Linked DNA regions of Mus musculus: all the other regions are linked to region 1. Evidence: chromatin contacts called from public Micro-C data. All regions are on one chromosome and are shown on one strand. Each heading gives the region's core, a stretch centred on a gene start, on an enhancer-like site or on the middle of the called end of the contact. The rest is flanking DNA. Distances are from core to core; before and after follow the strand shown. Region 1 overlaps Iqgap2 (IQ motif containing GTPase activating protein 2). Region 2 has its middle 15 kb from the start of Gm32640. Region 3 overlaps Sv2c (synaptic vesicle glycoprotein 2c).

Region 1 (2,833 bases), core at 198-2,697:
ATGACACTGCTTCTGTTGGGTGCCAGGCTCTAAATGGCCTTCTGCTTAAAAGCAGGGTGACAGGCTGAAGAAAACTGTCATTACTGAGAACTATTTAATCATGTTGCCTGCTGTGTATACCACTATATTACACCATGATATACTAACCGTCCATGACTATGTATATATGATGCATTATGCATGTGTGCATGTAGAACCCTAACTATATATGATTTTACATATAGTAGTGTGGCTATAACTATGGTTACATGGTGACTTTTATGTAATGTGAATGTGCCACATTCATACACAACTGTCCCTTGGTATCTATAAGGGATTAGTTCCAGGACACTCCTGAATCCCCAAATCCATAGATGATCAACTCACTTCTATGAAATATTTACATATAAATATTTGCATATGCAAACATGAAAAGGATCTACATGGTGCCTCCTCTCCCTTATGTTAAATTGCCTCTGGAACACTTTAAATACCTGATGTAAGTATACATGCTTATAGTTCATGGCTTAGGGAACTCTAAAAAGAAAAGTCTATCTATGTTTGGAGGATCCTTTCCCAGGAATATTCTTGAGCCAAGGGTGGTTGGATGTACAGGCACAAGACACATAGAGATGGAGAGCCAACCACATCATTACGTCAGTATGAGGTCATCATTCAATATCTATCACCATAGTTACAGATATCTATCCAAACATTCTCCTTAGTAGGCTATGAAAGACACTGGGAGGTGTGCTCACTAATGAGGTGAGCTGGGCATGAAGACGTGATTTTTCCCTGTGTGCCCTTCCTTTGGACCTTTTAAATGCAAAAAAAAAATGTGTGGATATGGGAAATAAACCGTTACAGCCCTTAATTAAGGTGCTATCCACCCTGCACATAGGATATAAAAAAGAAGCAAAATGTTCCCCTTTTATCTGAGCTAGAGCAAAGCCAGCCAGGTCCTGCTCTCCAGCCATTCGTGCTCTCCTTACCCGTCCTTCCCAAGGCCTCTCCAAGCAGCTCAACCTGAAGCAGCTCACCAGGGGGCAGCATTTACTGCTGGGTGAGCTGCTTCTACTTCTTGATTTTACATAGAGATTAATAATTAATGACAGCCCTGCCACCCAGAGTACCTTTCTGGGACCAAAGTCACCTGGAGAGTGTCTTCTCTGTCACATGTCTCTGCCCTGGAGTCTCCATATATCTTGGCTCAGGGAGTATAGACTCTGAGCTGGGCTGGGCTGCAAGAGCCCTGGGGGGACTACAGGCCTCACACCTTGGAAATCATCTAATATTGCTGTAAGTTAATAGGCTGCTTTTTCCTGTCAGTTTTTGTTGTTGTTGGTTTTTGTTGTTGTGGTGGTTGTAATTTGTTTGTTTGTTTTAACCATCTACCTGCTTTGAGAGGTCATGAAAGCAGAGAGGAAGGCTGGCACAGCCTGGAGCTGGCAAAACAAGTCTCTTTAGCACAGTTCAACCAGGACCTGACACCTTAGTGGCTAACTGCCATGGATTCTTACCAAGAGCTTCCACCATGTGGAGACTTTCCAGACAATGAGGTATTGTGTCCCTTATCTACAATGTCATCGTTGGCCTGCATTAAGCAGTCATCAGAAAGAAAATTTGTTCTTGAGGCATCTTCTTACAGACAGAGGAAATGGAAGCCCATATGCACCTTCTCCACCCCACCCCATGGGGAAAGGCAGCAGGTTTCTTCTGAGAGAAGTGACCAGAAAATAAACATCTAAGTCATAAGAAGTTCAAAAGGACATCTCTACAACTGGATGCTATGCCTAGTTAGAAAGAAAAGTCAGGACCAGCCAGATGGCTCAGCTGATGGAAGTCCTTGCTGCCAAGAGTGACAGGATGAGCTCCACTCCTGGAACCATGTGGCAGAAGGAGAATGACTCCTATAAGCTCTCCTCAGACCTCTGCTTTGATTCTGTGTATGTGCACACACGTGCACGCACGCTCGTGTGTGTGTGTGTGTGTGTGTGTGTGTGTGTATGTATGTATGTATGTTTGTGTGTGTGTGTGTGCCCATGTGTGTGTCTCTGTGTATAAATAAACAAATTTAAAAGAGAAAAGTGACAGACCAGGAAAAAAAAACCCAGATGGATTAATGCCCCCCACACACACACACAAAGAAACTGGCTAAGATAAAGATTGTGCTGTGCTGTGCTCACACCCTGGGGATTACCTTTATGCATGACACTAAGGTTTCTAGCTCCATTGCATAGAGAAATGACCAAAAGAGTTTCTGCAGGGAAGAAGCCTGCAGAAGAGCCCCTCTTTTGAGAGCGGCCGGAGTAGGAGGTTTGCCATCACCTCCAGGCTTCTCCGACTAGCCTTAGGTAAATCCCAGTGTCACCCACAGGCTTCAGCTTCAGTAAGGTATTTAGTGACCACACAGAAGAAGGCTGAGACCATGTGACAGTCACACGAAGGCTTGAGGGAACAGGAGCTGGTTATAAGAGACCTCTACTCTACGCGGGCTTCTTAGGTTTCAGGAAACATGGCTTGAGGGATGGCGCAGCCAGCTCTGTACAATAACAAATCCTGCTGCGAGGGTGTTCTGGGCTCAGCTTGGGTTTCACAATGCCCCTCCCCGCCCCCAACTTCCTCATGCTGGTTATGGATAAGCTGCAAGAGCCGAACCGGGCTAATTCACAAGCTACACATTCATGGACCTTACTTCTTCTCAACAGATACGCATGACATAGATTTCTTAAGCCACAGAACACTACCTGGACAGGCACATGTGCTCACACACTTTTCTTTACAGATGGGAAATGGAGACATGTTAAGAGCATGTGCCGAAGGACAGCAGGAAGGGTGACTAAGGAAAGGGCCA
Region 2 (2,833 bases), core at 232-2,731, 210 kb before region 1:
AGAAAGGCAGGAGTTCACTAGCTCCAGACCAGGTTCCTGTCCTAGAGCATGTGACCACAACACCCCACTAAGAGGACCATAATAACTAGTCACAGTAGTATAGAAACACAGAGTTCTCCATGCTAATGAGATATCTAGATGGGCGCCAAGGGTTTAGCCAATAAACTTCCCTTCCAGGGACATTCCTTCCTGCAAAAGGTATTTAATCTCTGGCCCACCCTGAGTAAGTCCTATGCACCCATTTCCCTGGATAAACAGTTTGGACAAGCAAGGACTGTCTCTCTCATTAAAGACGACCATGGCGGGAGGCCTTCTTCATACAGAGCTGTGCCTAAGTCTCCTGCAGAACTTAAGCCTCTGTGCACTCCTGGCACTCACCCTGCACTAAGCTGGATGGCTCCCCCATATCCCCTGCCCCGTTCTGGGCTCATCTCAGGCCCACAGGCCCCCATTCTCAGCTCCTCGATTCCCAGTGGCATTGCCCAGGAGTTTGAGAACCACAGCCTCCATCCCAGCCCACACAGTTTCTCACCCGGAGAAACATGGGCTGAGGCCCCTATCTTAGGCTACATTTTGTCTCCCCTGAGCGGCATGTCCGTATCCTGTGAGCCTGGCACCCAAACAGGGAAAAAGGAAATGTAGCCTAGAGTTTCTGTATTTTGACTTCCCAAGAGGTGTTCTGACAATCCAATGCAGGAGAGAGGCTCACTCTGTGAACCCGATGCTGGCCAGCAGCAGAGGGAAGAGTCATGGGGCGTGTGCTCCTCCAAGGCGTTGCCATGGATATGTCAAATCCATCTCCCTGTCTCAGCTGTCACTCGGTGCTGTCTAACTGCAAACAGCACCATGGAATGTGCTGCACCAGACTGGCAGACTGCCTCTGAACCACACGCTGACAGTTCTGGCACACGAGAGTAGATTGTAGGAGAAATTCCAGCTCCACCATTGAGTCAGTCTTTCCTCTGTGGATTTGTGAGAGTCGCCCTTCATTCATGAAATTTTCTTCTTTTGCTATCTCATCTGGTAACTTGGAGCAGAACACATTATTGACATTCTTAGCTCTCCTTCAAAATTATGCACAAATTTCAGATATGTAACGAAGTCGAAATGACACGGCAGACCACAGTGAGATCTGGAGAACAGGAACTGACAGAGAGCCACTGAAGAACTGTGACATTTCACCACTGGACACTTCAGTCTCCATGAAAATGAGGATGTTCTATAGAGGTTAAAGTGTCAGTAGAAAGAACATTACTAATGATGTGCATAACCCATCTGATCAAGCACTCATTTAAGTACCCAAAAAACTGTTATATAAGTTTTGGACATCATAGTTCCTGTTCACCCACTTAGCTACTTTGATGTATGCCATTTAAGGCCCAGAGGTTTTGTTTGGTTGGTTTGGTTTGCCTCACCCAGGAACGGTGTCCAAGAAGGTGTAATTTTCGAAAAGGACAGTAGGTGGCAGAAGAGGACTGTTTTGCTGTTTGCCAGTGCAGAGTTCTGCAGAGTTGGGTATACCGGGAGGTGGGGAGAGTTATAGGTGTAATGCCATGGCCACATAGGCACCTGTGGTTTTGGGGTACACTCAGAACTTCACAATGCCACTATTTCCCTATGAGATGCTCTAAGGACTTGAAAGCAACATTGAATTTTATTTCCATTGAACAGCTAGCTCGAGAGGTACACTATCCTTGTGGAATGATTTTAAAAACTGCTGTGAAATCAAATAAGCAGAAAGCTATAATCAATGGAGCTAAACTAACTACTGTACTTAAAGGAAACGATGATAGTCATCTCTTAACCATACCTTTCTTCAGAGACCACCTGGCATGTCAGAACCCTTGTTGAGACACACCTGCCATTCAGCTGTTACACACTGATGGTTTTAAAAAATCTACATGATCCATGGATGTGGGTACAAAAAGAAAAACAGTTGGGGGGGGAGGTTGAGAAAAGATGTTCTAAATATTTGTGGAAACTCAGAGGCTCGTTTGGGGTTGGAGTGCTAGGGATCAAACCCCGGACCACAAGGTGCTATGCTCTGCTCCACTGGAGCCCCGAGAGGGGAGAAGTTATGAACTAAAAGGAAACGTGTCCTGATAGCAGAGCAGAACTACCAGGGAGTTCTTGAGACTTTTAGCCCTGTTTAGAAGCCTGGTCCTGCTGCTTAGGTATAAGAGACAGCAGGACTGTTGGAGTGAATGAATGCTACTGAGAAGATGTGTCAGAGGAGTAACAATGTAACTCCTCCAGTCTCTGCATTGGTTTAGATCGCGGTGGAGCAAAGCCAGGCAGGAGAAAGAGTGAAAACCTTCCCTGCTAAGATCAATGATTCTCAACTTTCCCCTCCTATGGTCACTTTTGTTGTTGTTACCTTGTTTGCTTGATGGCAGAGTCTCCTTTTGTCGTTATGTAGATCAGGATGGGCGCAGACAGATACAGGCGAATCTCCCTACCTCAGTTCCTAAGTAATGTGATGATGAGCATGAACCACTATGCCTGCCTTTCTTACTTTAAAACAAATGAAAGTCAGAAAACAAACAAAAAAACAAAAAACCCAAACCAAAACAAACAACAGAGAGCTAAAAGCAAAGTTCACCTCTAGGGAACTCCGTGGCAAAGAACTTTCTAGGCGTGTGTGCGACTCTGAGTTCATTCCTTGGCCTCACCAAAGTTGGTCTGTTAAGATGGGGGGCTCCTCACCATGCTTTTTCTTTTTATACCCTGTATCCTTTAAAGTGGGATGTTAGAGGTTTGCAAGATAGCTTGAAGAATTCTTGTGGTTTGAAAGCCTATCCTGTTGAGTCTGGAGATAGCTAAGCAGTTAAGA
Region 3 (2,833 bases), core at 191-2,690, 190 kb after region 1:
CTCTAGCCTTTCTTCTCTCTCTTCCCCTTCTCCCCTCATGGCCATGACTGGCCCCTCCCTCTCTCTTTCTACCTTCCCTCCTTTTCCCCTGTCTTTCTACAATAAAGCTCTAAAACCATAAACTGTCTCTGATCATGAATGCCTACTGTGCTTGAATGATGGGGTAGGCTTTCTCCTAACAAGCCACGTCTGACCTCACACCGGAAGGCCTTCCTGAGCTGCAGCCACTGACAGGACCAAGGACTCTCGTTTAAGCCCCTTCTCCCCCTGCCTTCTTCCCTTATCTCTGGGGCGAGTGCTGCCCCAGGGCCCCTATTCTGTTCTCAACTCCTCCTCTGTATCCAATGTGGGATGCTAGAGACTGAGAACCTGGTACCTGGGGCTGTCCCTTGTCCACCACCTGCCGTGTGGTGTCAGTGGCTTTACACAGCCAGATGCCCACCCAGGGCTGTGTGGAAAGCGTCTGCCAGTCCTCCCGAGTCCGCCTGCCCAGAGCACTGGAACTCTGGCGGGACCCCGGTTCTCTCCCACCCACCTCTTTCCCTAACACCCACGGCCCCGCACACATGCACAGTTCTGATTTTATTGCTCTCTAGGGGTCTAGGCATTGGTATTTTTCAGAAGTCCTAAGGGACTGCAAGGTATGCCCAGGAGTGAGGACGTTGTTATCTTCCCAGGGAGGGGTGCTTTTTAAAAGTTGACTTGGGTGTACTGTTAAACACCAGAGGAAATAACAAAAGAAAACACGCATTTCCCCTCTGCCAACACATCATTTTCTCTCCGAATCCTTTCTGCCTGTTTCCAGTCATGCAAATTATCACAAGCAGAGCTTTTATACAATTTTTCTTTTTCTTTTCTTTTCTTTTCTTTTCTTTTCTTTTCTTTTCTTTTCTTTTCTTTTCTTTTCTTTTCTTTCTTTCTTTCTTGCTTTCTTTTCTTAAATCACTCACATAAGGCTTTGTGTCATGTTGTTTGTGTTTGACTGTTTCATTTAGTATGTAACCACCATTTCTCTAACTGCACCCTTGGCTAGTGAGGCTTCCAAGCTTAGGTTAACATCTATGATACTGCAATTAACACTCAAATACATAACAGACTTTGTGTTCATTAGGGAACGTTGGGCAGGATGGAGCAGCCAGGAAAAATGGTGAGGATGCTGCCTGGTGGTGACTGGCAGCTGCAAGATATGCTGCGGCTATGAGATGGGTGAGAGGAGGGGGGCGAAGGGAGGAGGGAGGAGGAAAGAGAACAATGATGAGAGGAGGCTACCCTTCCTAGTGTGCTCCTGCTTCTTTTGTTTGTTTTTGTTTTGCTTGTTCATTTGTTTTCAAGACAGGGTTTCTCTGTGTAGCCCTGGCTGTCAGGAACTCATAGATCTGCCTGCCTCTGCCTTCCGAGTGCTGGGATTAAGGGCCATGTGCCACCACTCCCAGCTGTGCTCCTGTTTCTGTTTGCTTTTATTGTTGCGTTTGTTATTTTTGTATTGAGAAGAAACAAGTCATATACAGTACTCTAACCACCCCTACCCTTCCCACCTCCACCTTCGGTTCTGTTGGTTCAGGTGGTGCTTTGTTTTGTTTTAGACACAGTCTCTGTGTAGCCCAGACTAACCAATAACAATTCTGCCACAGTTTCAGAGCATGAAGACTCCAAGTCACGAGCCACCAAGATGGCTCCTGCTCCTGTTCAGCCTGCTTTTCACATGTCCTATCTAGTTATTTTACCAAGTACCATCAGCTTCTCCCTAACCATCAGCTTCTCCCTAACCATCAGCTTCTCCCTGACCATCAGCTTCTCCCTAACGATCGTCTCCTCTCTCCTGGCTCCTCAGGGTTCCTTCCTTGAGGCTTCTGCCCACACCGATTCTCTCAGACACTTGCCTGCTGCAATCCGGGGCATCTGCTGGCCTGAAGTTAGCCTCCCAAAGGCTGGCTACATCTGCAGGGGCTGCGCAGTCCTTGCAGCTGCTCACCGCGAGTCCTGAGTCCTCCGCAGAGGCATAAGGATGCCTGGGGTACTCAGTAAATGAGCAACTTCCTGGCTGCTTCCAAGTATGTCAGAAGTAGATTTTCGAAGCATTTATGTGGGCCATTTTGGACCTTTTCTTAGGTATTAGTTGGATGATGTCTGTTTATTTGACTCTAAAATACCATCTTGCTTTTTTTTTTCCACCAGAGAAAATGGCAAGCCTGAATTCTCAATTCAGAACACAGAATGCAGTTGCTTGTTGTCTCTGTGTGAGCACTGGGGACTGAACCCAGACCCTCGCATATGGGAGTCAGGGAAGCCATTCATGAGCTGTACCTGCCCCTCCACAGCTTTCTGATCTTTAACGGGGAATATTTGTCTTACTGAGAAGAGTAGCATCGTCCTCAAGGAGGCTAGATGCCAGCCTGAACCCCCACCAACCTGCCTTCCTCACCCCTCAGGGTGTGGAAAGAGTTCCCCACAAGCTGGGCTGAGCAGTCTCCCTAGACTCCAAGTGGCTGTCCATGTCATCCCAAAAGTCCCTCTGCCATCAAGGGGCTTCCGGTTACTTTTTACAGGTCCCTGTTCCTCGCTCCTGCCGAAATAAAACATTCCCATGAAACCCAGGCAATAATGAGAGCCTTTGTGTCTCATCACTGAATCTGATAAACCTGACTAGAAAGTGTGTGCCAGGGCCAGGGTGAAGAAGAAGAGAGCAACCAGGAATGCTGGGCAGCAAAGATGAGAAGATGAAGCTGGGAGTTCATCTGAGGTCAAGCACCGTTCATGCTGGTGTGTAGCCCAATAACCCATGAGCTTCTGGCTTTTATGTGGGTTTTGTTGTTTTTTGGGATTTAAGGTATTT

Evidence for each region. A called contact is a pair of places that touch in the nucleus more often than the background predicts.
Region 2: a contact with region 1 is called in a Micro-C map of the G1E-ER4 cell line, with 3 times the contacts expected there. The contact joins two enhancer-like sites. A contact is called at or near these places in 5 of 484 Hi-C or Micro-C datasets (the G1E-ER4 cell line, the N1E-115 cell line, cortical neurons and 1 more), 5 of 115 datasets of contacts at active chromatin or transcription factors (Th17 cells, acute myeloid leukemia, effector CD8 T cells and 2 more) and 3 of 9 other capture datasets (adipose tissue, liver and pancreatic islet).
Region 3: a contact with region 1 is called in a Micro-C map of the G1E-ER4 cell line, with 5 times the contacts expected there. The contact joins two enhancer-like sites. A contact is called at or near these places in 19 of 484 Hi-C or Micro-C datasets (the G1E-ER4 cell line, the HPC-7 cell line, bone marrow-derived macrophages and 11 more), 7 of 115 datasets of contacts at active chromatin or transcription factors (CD8 T cells, the HPC-7 cell line, SST interneurons and 4 more) and 3 of 9 other capture datasets (adipose tissue, liver and pancreatic islet).

What each region holds. Positions count from the first base shown.
Region 1 is chr13:95,776,369-95,779,201 of GRCm38.p6, forward strand. The region is part of intron 2 of Iqgap2 (IQ motif containing GTPase activating protein 2); the gene reads right to left. Gm32702 (a long non-coding RNA gene) reads left to right here. Exons shown (of 3, transcript XR_382767.3): 3 at 1-1,592. Among named protein-coding and RNA genes, the nearest start is that of Gm32702, 14 kb to the left of the region's middle. Within about 2 kb of position 1,448, at least 37 of the 459 cell types and tissues checked have an H3K27ac peak or open chromatin away from gene starts, as enhancers often do. A contact at or near this core is called in the G1E-ER4 cell line, where this site is marked.
Region 2 is chr13:95,562,415-95,565,247 of GRCm38.p6, forward strand. No RefSeq gene overlaps it. Among named protein-coding and RNA genes, the nearest start is that of Gm32640, 15 kb to the left of the region's middle. Within about 2 kb of position 1,482, at least 37 of the 459 cell types and tissues checked have an H3K27ac peak or open chromatin away from gene starts, as enhancers often do. A contact at or near this core is called in the G1E-ER4 cell line, where this site is marked.
Region 3 is chr13:95,968,376-95,971,208 of GRCm38.p6, forward strand. The region is part of intron 12 of Sv2c (synaptic vesicle glycoprotein 2c); the gene reads right to left. Among named protein-coding and RNA genes, the nearest start is that of Gm24032, 73 kb to the left of the region's middle. Within about 2 kb of position 1,441, at least 12 of the 459 cell types and tissues checked have an H3K27ac peak or open chromatin away from gene starts, as enhancers often do. A contact at or near this core is called in the G1E-ER4 cell line, where this site is marked.